Regions from separate parts of the Hordeum vulgare genome. Here region 1 is linked to region 2. The links are chromatin contacts, called in public Hi-C maps. All regions are on one chromosome and are shown on one strand. Each heading gives the region's core, a stretch centred on a gene start, on an enhancer-like site or on the middle of the called end of the contact. The rest is flanking DNA. Distances are from core to core; before and after follow the strand shown.

Region 1 (6,452 bases), core at 246-2,745, 120 kb before region 2:
AAAGACGACGGGTACTCGAAGAAGCTGTTGGTGGGCTCTCATGCCTCAGTCTTCTAGGAGAAATGCTTGACGAGACAGCATCATGATTAGTTTCTGGAAACAATTCAGGAGCTGGAGATATGCAGGTTGATGGATCGGACATTTTGTAATGTACAGTGATCCCCTGGCAAGCAATGAACATGCTATCACTATCAGCAAGAAAACTGATTGGAATATCCCTGTCATCGTGCACAAGAGTTTTTCTCTTTGTCTCGCTCTCGCTCCTTGAATAAAGCTTCCCACTGTGCGGAGTGGGCGACCGAGGAACCTTGTAGCATCCAGGAAAGGCGTTCTTGTAGGCCAGAATCTGAAAAGGAGCAGAAGAGGCCATTAAATACCAATAGAAACAATCATGTGCGGTGAGATTCAGGCGAGCAAGCCATACCGATTCAGGGTCAATGCGATGGATAAGCAGCTTCCGTCGAGCCCTGCAGCTTGTTCGGTAAGCAACAACAACATGGCCGAGAGCAAAGATCAAGGAAGACAGGAAAAGCGCAGGCATCCCCCATAGCTTCTTCATATTTAGCTTGTGATCCGCCAATGACGGCGAGAGCTCAGGCCCAATGTCCTGAGCTGGAGTGTAAACGCAGGCCTTCATGAGCAAGATGAGCAGCGAAGCCAAGGAGCAGAAGGTTGTGGTTCCAAGGTACGGGCCGTGAGAGAGACCAGACGTATCACACACGAGGTATACACCTGCACAAGTACATTAGCAGGTTAGTGGAATCTGATGATGACTGCTGTAGACTGTAACTGTTCCTGAAATTTTCAAATGTCTTTCAAGTTTCATGCAGTTGATTAATTAAGAAAATGACGCGGTTTAACTAAATTGGTGTACTGCAATTGAAGAGTAATAACAAGGGACACTTATACTTGCACTAATACAAAAAAAAAAAAAAAACATCGTCTCGCCCAAACGAAAGAAGACAAGCACAGATGTAGCTTTCGGGCGACCAAATCCTCACGCATAAATACAAAGAAATATGGAGAATCCTAAGCAAAGCGCTCGAGTCCCAAAAATAGGCTCTGGAAAGGACTAACAAAGCTTCATTTATTCTCCAAAAAAAAAAGGCTCGGGGGATGGGGAAGCAAGCCAGCCCGACCCAGACAGATACAGATTCCCCACGATTGTTAGCGCCTGCGGGTTTGGCGCACTAAAACAGCATCAAGGAGGCAATGCGGGCAGCTTACAGGTGATGAGGAGGGAGCGGAGGACGGAGAGGAGCGGTATGTCCACGAGCGAGCTCCGGAAGGCGTAGCGCTGGAGGTGGTCCCGTAGGCCGCGGCAGCGCGGGCAGCCGAGGCGCGCCTCGAGCCAGAGCGTGACGGCCACGTCGCCGGCGGCCACGACGACGGGCGCCGACGCGACGAGCAGCGACGCCACCATGACGACCATGAACCACGCCGTCTTCACCCCGCGGCTCGCCGTCTCCGGCCAGCCCTTCCCGCCCGCCCCCATCCCTCTCCGACGCACTGGAACCCGCCGCCCTCCCCGACTCCGGCGATCGCCGGCGGCCCAGGCTGCCTAGGATGCAGCGGGCATGCGACAGGCGGAGGCCGCGCCGCCGCCGCCGCTGCTGCTGATGCGTGGGTTTAGGGTTCGGGCGCCTGGGGGTAGTGAGGGGTGGGGAGGGGCGTGAGGAGGAAGCGGAGGAGGAGGAGGAGGCCGGCGAAGGGGAGAGGGAGAGGAAGAGGAAGAAGAGAGAGAGGGGAGAAACGGGGGAGCGGAGCGGAGGGGTATTTATGGCACAGTGCGATTGCGGGTTTGTCAATTTGTTACTAAGGCCCTGTTTGGAACCATAATAGATTATGATAATCTGGATTACGAATATAGATTACATAATCTGGTTTATAAAAATAATCCAGGTGGGCATGTTTGAAGGCCAGATTATATAAACTGTAAACCAGTTTTTAAATTGTACAATGACATGTTTGCCCTCTGTTTACAAGGAAAAATAGGAAAGTGGTGATGGCACTGCGTAATTCTCTTGAAGTTTACAAGGGTAACACGTCATTTGTAATCCATAATCTCATTTTAGCTGGGTAGAGCAGATTATGAAATTATAATAATCTAATCATCTAGTTTATAAAATCTACAATATAAACTGTCATGTTTGAAAATACAATAGACTATAAAAACCAGATTATATAATCTGGATGGTTCCAAAGAGGGCCTAAGTGCTGCTGCGATCTAAACAAACGGGCGAGCAGAGGATGGGAGGGGAGGAGACGAGCCAGTCTGCTTTTGTTTGTCAGTATGCCGAGCAAGGTTAGCAAAAAAGGTGTTACCTGCGCTCTTTTCGTGCTTCATTTTCTCTTCGTTTTTGCGCTGTCCTTGCCAGCACCACGGCCCTGCCTTGCACAGATCACGGATGCGCTGTTGCTTTGCAGCAAAGAAAATCAGATGTTTTTTTTTGTCTCTTCTAGGTAAATGAAAGACGTGACTCTTGCGAGAATGCAGATAAATCAGTCGGTAATCGATGTGTGTGTTTGGTCCACAGGGTGTAAAAAACATTCATGTGTACAGCATGAAGGAAGGGCAGCAAACAACAAGCTTGCTCCTCGGGTAGTGTGGAGCGCCCACGATTTTTCAGTTGATGTGGAGAATTGCTAGAAAGCCCATGCTTACATTAAGACCACCTTCCTTGTAAAATCTAATGTGGGAAATTGCTGGAAACTTCATGCTACATTTTGCTCAGCGATGTTGTTTGCAACTTGGTGCCACAAAAGGACATCCCCACCCCAATGTCTTATCATGCAATGTTAAGTAAACTTCTATTCCATGTCGTTCACTTTCATACCGGCGCCAACGGAGTGTGTGTGGAGCTATGGTCTCTAGCGTGTCTTTCGAGATCTGGTCGATTTTAGTTTTAGTGGATCCATCTGGATTCATCTGGCTTTTGCGGTCTTTGGATTTTCTACACACAATTTTTGGTGTTTCATCTGTGGACGTTGATTTGCTTCACAGAGCGTTGCAACTGGCGCCTTCTTGTCTACAACTACGACTTCCCGACAGATGCTTGTATCAGCTACTAGATTTAAGCAAGCTTGTTCCACTCAGGGGAAGCCTAGAGGCGATGTCAAGCTACGCTTACTATGTGTCATCAGTGGATGGATGAGGTCTAAGATTTTGGCACCCTCATAAATTTTAATGTAACGTTATTTTCTAAGAACATTATATTTTGTAAGTACATGTGATACTTCATATACGAATGTTCGTCGAGGAGAAGGTGCCACCGAACGCCTAGTTGCCATTCTAGAATAACTAAATATTCCCTCCATCCGAAAATACTTGTTATGAGAATGAATGTATCTAGATTTTATTTTAATTCCAGATATATTTAATGTTTTATCTATGTGTGGGACAAATAATTTTCGAACAGAGAAAGTAGTAAATACGCTGAGACGTTTGTGAGGGACTTGCCATGTATGGATGGGATAATTGCCGTGTTCAAGAAAAAATGGCAGCGACGTAGTGTTTTTCTTTCTAAATGACATGCTTTTGATCAGGATCCAACGGCTCTAAGGTCGTTCGCTGTGAGCTCCCTCACAAAAAACGTTCGTCCGTTAGTATTTCCGGAAAAATGAAAGACTCGAACGAACAATGCGCCGGGAAAACCTCCCGCCCCACCTGCAACTGCGATCGCTGTACCGGCAAAAGGGGCAGGGTCCCATGACTAGGAGCCACCCGGAATGGCAATACTGCCCCGGCACGGTCGCAGCAGCACGGGGCCCAAACGGTCGGCTCGTCCGCAGAAGATCGCGACCGTCCGCTGCTCCGCGCTCCGCCGTCCCTCCCCTCCCCTCCCCTCCGGGAGCGCTGGTACCTTTCCCTGGAGATACGGCGCGGGCCCCGGCCCAGCGTGGAGTCGGCCCGTCCGCAGCACATGCGCCAGCGTGGAGTGATTCACGCGTGGGTCTTTTGCTTGCCGATTTCTTTTCTTTTCTTTCCCTCCTTCTTTTCTGGCTTGCTGCGGTGTTGAACGGAAGGAGGCCAGTTTAGTCGGGGGATTTGTGGAGACTGGTCTGGCTTCCAACAACAATGCTTGGATTGAATGCATGAGCCAACCACTGTGCCACGACAGCAAGGCAGTGCCTTCATGATTAACAATAATTCTTCCTTGTGATACTAGTTTACGTGTATGGGGTATGGGGTCTAATTATCTGACTTGTGCCACGACAGCTAGGAGGGAGAATGATTATCTTTTGAATGGAATCTTCATATCTGGGTGAAGAAGGTCAATATTCTAAGTCATGATTGGTATCAAACAATAATGGGGATCCCGAAAAGAAAAAACTACTGGTAGCACTTTACAGGGGAACCAGGATTGCTACTGTTTGATTTAAGAGATCAGCATTCGTTGTAACCTTCTAAAACAATTAGCATTGAGATGTACTGAAACTGCGTCCACGATTACATTCATGTATTAACAGTAGGAAACGTAGAGCTATTTCCGGAAGCACAACATGAAGGATCTCCATTCGAAAGCATGTAAGAACATCTACACCTACGTCAACTCAAACTTTAATCCCACCTCACCGCGCCGGTCAAACGCCGACCAACTTAAATAGCCGTCTCAAACGGATGACGACAAATTTCTCTGTTAATTGCATGTGTGAATGACGCAGCCATAGAGTAGATTGCATTTCATCAACTCAGGATTGTTTATCGGATGTCAAATTCATCCCATCCATGCAGTACACTGATAGCCCTGCTACAATGAAATATATTTTTATTTTGTGATTCAAAAAAAGACGTGCAAACATCAATGTTCCATAGTAGTAATAAAAAAATTAAAACAGAGACAAAGATTGGCTCATCTATTAAATAAGCACAAGAGAAATGTTCAGTTAATTACGGAAAATCACGCAAAAACCGAAACAACAAGGACCAAACCCACTCCCATAGACTGAAAGGACGACATGTCGACCTCCGGCCAAACAACGCAGCTCCGACTCTGACGGAGAACTCAGAAGAACGGAACCAGACACGACTGGCGCCACGGAAGATCGCTGAACAGGCCACCTGCAGCTAGTCACCATACACCACACGGCCCTGCCGACGCAGCTTCGACTCCAAAGCAACAAACAATCCGAGGCAATACAGTGGACACGTCGGAGAAGAACCGACTACCGCAACCATTGCCACATTGCCGACCTCGCTCCCACCATCATCGTCGCCACAGAAGTCTGGACGCCATAGTGATTCTCTCGGGGCCGCTGCCCCGACATCCACTGCTCCATCGCGCCCAGCGCAAACAACCGGCACTGTCTTCCGGGGTCGCCGCCCCGACATACCACCGCTCCCCTCGAGCAACAACGCCGCACAACCCAGCAACCTGTAGCCCACACTCCACACGGCAACCGCTCGCACACCACGAACATCGCACCACATCCGGGCCGCCACCCCGACATACCACCGCTCCCCTCGAGCAGCAACGTCGCACAACCCAGCTGTCTGTAGCCCACACTCCACAGGGAAACTGCTCGCAGACCACGAACGTCGCACCACATCTGGGGTTGTCGCCCCGACATAAAGTCAGACCTCCCCCTCCGGGGCGCATCGAGACAGCCGACACCCCTACCGCCCAAGCGGGACAAGGATGTCACCCAATCAATGACGAGATAACCCCCCCCCCCTCATAGAGCTGCCACTCACATTGTTCTCGAGATCGCCATCTCGACGCACAAACAGAAACCACCCGGAGTCGTCGCCCCGGGCGCCCACTGTCCCCGACGACGAAGAGATCCGTACAAACTGCAATATGCTAACTCTCCAAGGCGATGCCTCAAAGAATTAAACGACGTAGCCGCCGTCATCGCCCGCTTCGAGCATCCGAATCTAGAGATTGTTGGGGAACGTCGCATGGGAAACAAAAAAATTCCTACGCACACGCGATGCCTATCATGGTGATGTTCATCTACGAGAGGAGATTTCCGATCTACGTACCCTTGTAGATCGCACAGCGGTAAGCGTTAAGAAACGCGGACGATGTAGTGGAACAACTTGCGTGATTCAAATCACCGTAGTCGTACACTCCATCCCACGACCTCATCACGATCCATCCCGCAAACTTCATCGCGATCCGTCCCGCGATCTCATCATGATCCTTCCCGATCTAGTGCCGAATGGACGGCACCTCCGCGTTCAGCACACGTACAGCGCGAGATGATCTCGGCCTTCTTGATCCAGCAAGAGAGACGGAGAGGTAGATGAGTTCTCCGGCAGCGTAACGGTGCTCCGAAGGTTGGTTGTGATCTATCCCAGCAGGGCTCCGCCCGAGCTCCGCAGAAATACGATCTAGAGGAAAAACTGTGGAGGTATGTGGTCGGGCTGCCATGGCAAAGTTGTCTCAAATCAGCCCTAATACCCCAGTATATATAGGAGGGAGGGGGAGGGACCTGCCTTCAGGCTC
Region 2 (6,323 bases), core at 2,157-4,656:
CGGGATGAAAGTCATGGTTCTCTAGTGGGTCGCTTGCCACACTAGGCCTTCTTCTCAAAGCCGACTGGGTCGGCAGTAGATGGGTCATGGTACCCTAGTTCCATCGGACCGACACCCATGTTCTAGACTCACATTCGGACTGCACATACATACTTGACTCAAAACGCCAAGAACTTTTGCATCCGGACTCCGAATTAGGCTATTCATTTTTTGTTGGAAATTAGATTTCATACTTTCCAACGCAATTGGATTCACCTTAAATTTCCTTCTGAGCGTGGAGATATTGACGAAACATTTTGACGTTGTAACAAAATCCAAGTCAAACTACAAGTTCAAAGGTGTTGCATCACCTTTACTTGGTGCCATGGCCGACGGGAAATGAGGTGTGTGGCGGTGCTAGGCTAGGGTTTCGTATCTGTAGTGGAAGAAGCAAGAAGGTGCGGGAAGTGGAAGTGACAGTGGAAGTCCAAGGCTTCACCATAAAAAAGGACATGGATGGGTCCGTCTGGTTGGCTGACATGCGGGCCCTCTCATATGTGTGCATTGACTAGGTTAGGTGGGAGGTAATTGGAGAACCAACACGCGGGTCTGAGGAGGGCAGCGAGAGGTCGCGTGCCTGTTTGCTCTTTTGTCTTTTCTACCGCAAAGCCGAACCAAGTTTGCGTCCATGATGCGGCAAAGCAGACCTAAAAGAGACGTATTTATGGAAAGGGTCGCACGTTGGACTCGCTTGTCTCTTTGTTTGAGACCAAACGAACAGACACGGATAGTTTGGGGTCCTGCGTTGGAGTTGTCCTAAAATGGTTCAACTTGCGCAATGTTTGCGTTCATTTCGAGTCTTTTTTTCATGCAAACAGGTCAGATTTTTTTAGAAAAGGAGGATTACCCCGGACCTCTGCATCAATGGATGCATACAACCATTTATTTATAAAATTCCAAAACAGGTCCACAACGAAGTACATATAGAATCCAATTAATAAAGATACATAGCGCTCCACAAGCCAAACCGGCTGAAATGGGCTAGATGACTAACCACCTATCGTATTAGTGGACCGTCATCCAAACCGGTTGAAGATACCCCGAACTACCATCTCCCAACGGGCACACCCAGTAACCAAATGTCCCTCGCTTTCGCAGGAGTGAGTAACGACCATATACGGATCATGGCAGTGGCCTTGTAGATAACCTGCAAAAAGTTAATAGAACTTTATCCGTTAAACACCAAATCACTCCTTCAGTTTCATGTAACCCAAAGTAATGCAAATACTCCCAACCGTATATGCTTTGCAGTGCTTGTGTCAACCACTTTTAACGACGTCCCGAATAACGTGTGTATACTATTAGGAGGGTTGGTATTGAAGGCTATATGGAGTGAGCGCCACAGTATCCTAGCCATCGGACATTCCAAAAAAAGGTGCTTGATAGTCTCGTTGTTATCACAAAAGCTGCATCTTTGACTACCTATCCAATTACTTTTGCCAAATTGTCCTTCGTTAGAATAACATTTTTATGGACAAACCACATAAAAACTTTAATTCTTAGCGGGACTTTGACCTTTCAAATATGAATTGACTTGGATATAGGCCCCATATCTAGATATGAGATCAAGGTACAAAGATTTAACTAAAAAATGTCATTCATGCTCAACTTTCAATGAACACTATTTGGCAAATCAGAAAGATTGATGTCCATCAACGGTCTGGCAAGATGTAGCCACTCATTCCATCGAGTTCCAACCAAAGACCTGTCAAAGAGCTTCAGCAGAGCACTCTGCTGGACAGATATCATAAACCTGCTCTATCCTAATCTACGCTACTAACCAGTTGTCATATTGGATACGGATAGAGTGAACAGCTATGGAAAGATTGCGTCCGGATCATCGCTCTGTCACGCCCACTAAGACTGGTTGGTGCGAGGGAGCCCATGCGTCCATCATGGATTTGTTTCATCTCTTTCCAGTGACAGCGAAAATGCTAGCGTGGAATTGTATAGGAGAATGGTCTTTTCAGTTTATCCTACTGGATCTTTGCTTAAAACTTTTCACCGGGTGAGTCGGATCATGGCCTCTGGCGATGAAATTTATGCTAAAGAAATGATGCATCGGTGGATCCATGACCGGCGCAGAGCTTTTTTGAGCCATGAGCCCGGCACCAATAATGGGCTTACGGATTTTGACGGGTCATGCTTTACAGTACTCTCGATGGACAGATGGCGGGGTGTTTGATGACTTGACGCTGGATAATCAGTAGAAAATCAGTTGCTGCCTTTCGATTCATTAGGAGATTATGATTGCACACAGCAACATCTCTTTGTGAGTGACATCAACAGCGACGCCCATCGAGATTTGTCTACACATTTCGTCGGAAATAACATCTAATCCATATCTATTGATGATCTGTAACGTTTGCTACATGTTTACGCCTGTACTGAATCGAGGGGGGCTGCACTGCTGCTGGGTTTTAAAAGATGAATCGCGCATCCATCCATCCATTGTAGTAGTGTAATGATGTGCAGATTCGTACCAGAATAAAATCATCTACTGCCCTGCTCTGATTGACGACAAGCTTAGGACGCCGCTGAGATGGTCCTGCGGCCGTTTGTTTATCTTCAGTGTCTGCTGTTCTCTGAACCTTTTTTGTTACATGCCTGTGCGGCGGGGTGTACATAGTATGAATATCCAGATGTCGCCAACACAAGCGATTACGCTAATCTCCACATGTCGTGATACCTTGGAAATTGTACTTACATTAGTTGCTTCGAAATTAACAATTCTTATCCGTCAAATTCCTCCGCCGCAAGTGTGCAGTGCAAAGCTACAATTCCAAGAGCATGAGCTTAACCGATTCGTGAGGTTGGTTGGATTTTATTAAGGAGGGCGAGGGTGGCTACCTTCCACATGGCCATCGTACTTCATAATGCTGTTTGCGTACTCTCGACGGAGCGGAAGGACACAAGCTTTATGCCGGAATTTTGGCCGCATCCATCCACATGGGCCGGTGGCCAGCCGTGGGAGATTTCCCAGGAAAGAGCCGGGTCTGTTTTGTTTCTCAAATCAGGAAAGAGCCGGGTCTGTTTTGATCCTAGAAAGTGAAGGAGAGTTTGTTTGACCATGTTGCTAGAGCGTTCTTGAGAATGGAGCTTCTTGTGCGCGGTGCAAAATGTCAATTGGGAGTGAGACAAGCTCAAAAAGCATTCCAGTTGTTAATACTACTCCTATATGTTTAAGCCGGCTGCTCAATTGGTCGTCTGGTGAATGCTGCCAATCTAATCCGCGGCAGCAACCAGGAAGATGGATAGCAACACCATATAGAGTATTTTTTATTGATGCAGATGAACAATCATCGACGTTCATGACACACTAAACCCGGGTGTTTTGTAGCGTACCACTGGTGTCTGGATCCACTGTTGGCCCCTAGTATTCGCATGCGAACAAAACAGCTCCAACAGTAGGCATCTTCTCTGCCCCGGCGCAACTGCAACTCATTGCCAATGATGGAGGAAAACTAGAATATGCATCCTTGATTTTCTTTTAGTTCCAACAGCCTACGTATGCAGTTTTGATTTCTTCTTGTCCGTGAAATACAAATGATTGCAAAGATTTCAACAAGTTTGTCCCGCAGAGGAGCCTCGAATTCTGAAATATCCCATTTGAGGCTCATTACGTCAAAGAAGTTGGGGCGAGCAGCCGAAGTGTGGCAATGGGCCGGCCCGTACACAGCGTAATAAAAACCAAAAAAGAACCTCATCCGATTTTGAGAATCTTCTAGAAGCTTCCCTGAATCGGGTTCTGTTTTTTCCCGGTTTTCCTGTTTCTATTTTTTTTATTGTTTATTTATATTTTCAGCAAATGTTTCTTTTCCCAATTTTGTCTGCCTTTTTTTTAAATGTTCGCTTATTCAAAAAATGGTTTCTGTAGTTGCCAAAAAAAGTTTGGAATGTTTCCGCTGTGAAATTCATAACTTTCACCCGTTTCAAAAGATGATCACATTTTTTTAAAATTTCAAAAAATGTCCCCATTTAAAAAATAAATAAATAAATGTTCATGTTTTCAAATTTGTTCGTAATTTAAAAAAATGTTTGCTTATTCAAAAATGGTTTGTGTTTTTGCAAAAAAAGATTGGAATGTTTCTGCTATGAAATCTCACAATAAAAAATGTTCTTGTTTCAAAATATGTTCATGTTTCCATAAATGTGCCCGTTTCAAAAGATGTTCATGTTTTCATATTATTGAAGTTTAAGAAAATGTTCGCATTTTGAAAAATAGTTTTTTTCTTCATATTTTCAAATTTTAATCGGGAGTTTAAAAATGTCCGCATTTGCCCAGTTTTGTTTCAGAATTAAAAAAAATGTTCGTGATTTTAAAAAATGTTCATGCTTTTCTAAAATATTTTTTTTAGAAAATCATTCTTAAATTTCAAAAGTATTTGTGTTTCACAAAACACTCAGTTGTTTTTTAAAAATGCATCCAAAATTCCGAAAATAATTCATATCTGCCCTGTGGGTTGGTTTTTAAATATTGATGTTGCCAATTAATCGGGAAGGCTTGCTAGGTTAGCTGGTTGTAGTGCCTGGTGTGTAGCACGAGATCTTGAGAGGAACTAGTTGAGGAGCATGCCCTCTAAGCCTCTCAACGATCACTTGCATAAGCCACCTTTGGCACGTTTTGAACCGCCACCACCACATGTCGTATTCTAGGCATTTGTTTTCAATTTTTTTCTCGCATATGTTTTTGGCTTTTCAGATTGTTTTTTGGGTTTTTTGTGTGTTTTGGTTTTTCATCGGTCTTTCTTAGGTTTTTGAAAAAAAAATGCGTGAAAAAACGCGTTTTATGTTTTCTTAGCGAAAGTCACGGTTTTGTTTTCGCGAGATGCACGACCATGCCTTTCGGAAAGGACAAAAGAACGTGTTTTTTTTACGAGAGGTATGGTTTTACTTCTGTGGGAGGCATAGCTTTACTTTTACGAGAGGCACGACCATGCCTGTCGGAAAGAAAAAAAATATGTTTTCTGATTTTTTTACGAGAGGTATGCTTTTGCTTTCACGACAGGCATGGTCGTGCCTCCCAGAAAGGCAAAAAACATTTTTTTACGAGAGATATGGTTTTGCTTCCGTGAGATGCACGCGTGCCTCCCAGAAAGGCAAAAAACACTTTTTTACGAGAGATATGGTTTTGCTTCCGTGAGATGCACGCTTTTACCGTTGCGAGAGGCACGGCCGTTCCTCTCGGAAAGAAAATAAAATGCATTCTCTGTTTTTCGAGAGGCATGGTTTTTTCGTCCGGTTTTTTGCTTAGTTTTTTGTAAAAATCTTGTCAAACTTATTAACATGGAATCTAGTTTCGAAGATCTCGACACGAGGAACCCAATGGTGAAAACAGTTCGACATTTTAACGCGTAATTTAGGAGATAAAACATTTTGAAAATATAGATCTACAAGAAAAGGAAAAACTCCCATGTTGTGACAAGTGGCACACATCCAATGCCCCACTTGTCGAAACCTGGAAAGATGAGAATGATATTTTTTTTTAAATACTCTTCAATTAGTGATTTTGAAAGATCAGTCGTTCGATTTCTTGCAAGGTCGAATTTGTTTGGAGCTACAATTCATGTTCTCTCGCGGTCATTCTCGACCTTGTGCAAGGCTGCCCGTGCAAAGCGACGACACTTTACCGTGGAGTGCGGTATACAGGAGGTCCCTCGAATTCTACCTATAGAATCCTACGCGGAGGTAGTTGGGGTTTGGGGCCCTATAGCCTATTCAACATTGGGGACCTAGGGCTCAATGCTGAGGAGGAATTGGTTGGATTTCGTTTCCTCCCGAAATTTCGTGCGTAGCAAAATAAGGGAATTTTTTGTTTGTCGCATCCTGCGACAAGGAGTCGAGGCTTTTGCATACGGATATCGAGTGATCCTGTTACAAGGCCGGCCCATTCAAGCGAAACATCTCCAAGCCTTTTTGTTGGTTTTGGGAACCTTTCAAGAGGTTTTCAACCGATTTTTTCTCGTTTTGGAAAACTTCTAGAACCTTCCCAGAATCGGTTTTTCTTTTTTCTTTTCTATTTCTTTGTTTTTTTTTCTAATTTTGTTTTGAAAAATGTTCTAAAATTTCCGAAAATGTTCTAAATTTTCAAAATTTGTTCTTCAAATTAAATAAATGTTTTTTTACTTTTTAAGAAAAATCTCCCAAATTTAAAATAATTACCATTTTCAAAAAACATTCATAACTTAAAAAATGTTTGGTATTTTCAAAAATTTCTCTTTTTAAGAAAAATGTTCAGTATTATTAAGAAAAATGTTCTTGATTTTACAAAATGTCCCAAATTT

Evidence for each region. A called contact is a pair of places that touch in the nucleus more often than the background predicts.
Region 1: a contact with region 2 is called in a Hi-C map of leaf, with 6 times the contacts expected there. The contact joins the promoter of LOC123443973 here to the enhancer-like site in region 2. A contact is called at or near these places in 5 of 6 Hi-C or Micro-C datasets (leaf, seedling and an unstated tissue).

What each region holds. Positions count from the first base shown.
Region 1 is chr3H:398,412,801-398,419,252 of MorexV3_pseudomolecules_assembly, reverse strand. LOC123443973 reads right to left here and starts at 1,495. Exons shown (of 7, transcript XM_045120557.1): 1 at 1,228-1,495; 2 at 425-732; 3 at 1-346. The coding sequence starts at 1,495.
Region 2 is chr3H:398,292,779-398,299,101 of MorexV3_pseudomolecules_assembly, reverse strand. No RefSeq gene overlaps it. Among protein-coding and RNA genes, the nearest start is that of LOC123443973, 120 kb to the left of the region's middle. Within about 2 kb of position 3,406, at least 1 of the 3 cell types and tissues checked has open chromatin away from gene starts, as enhancers often do.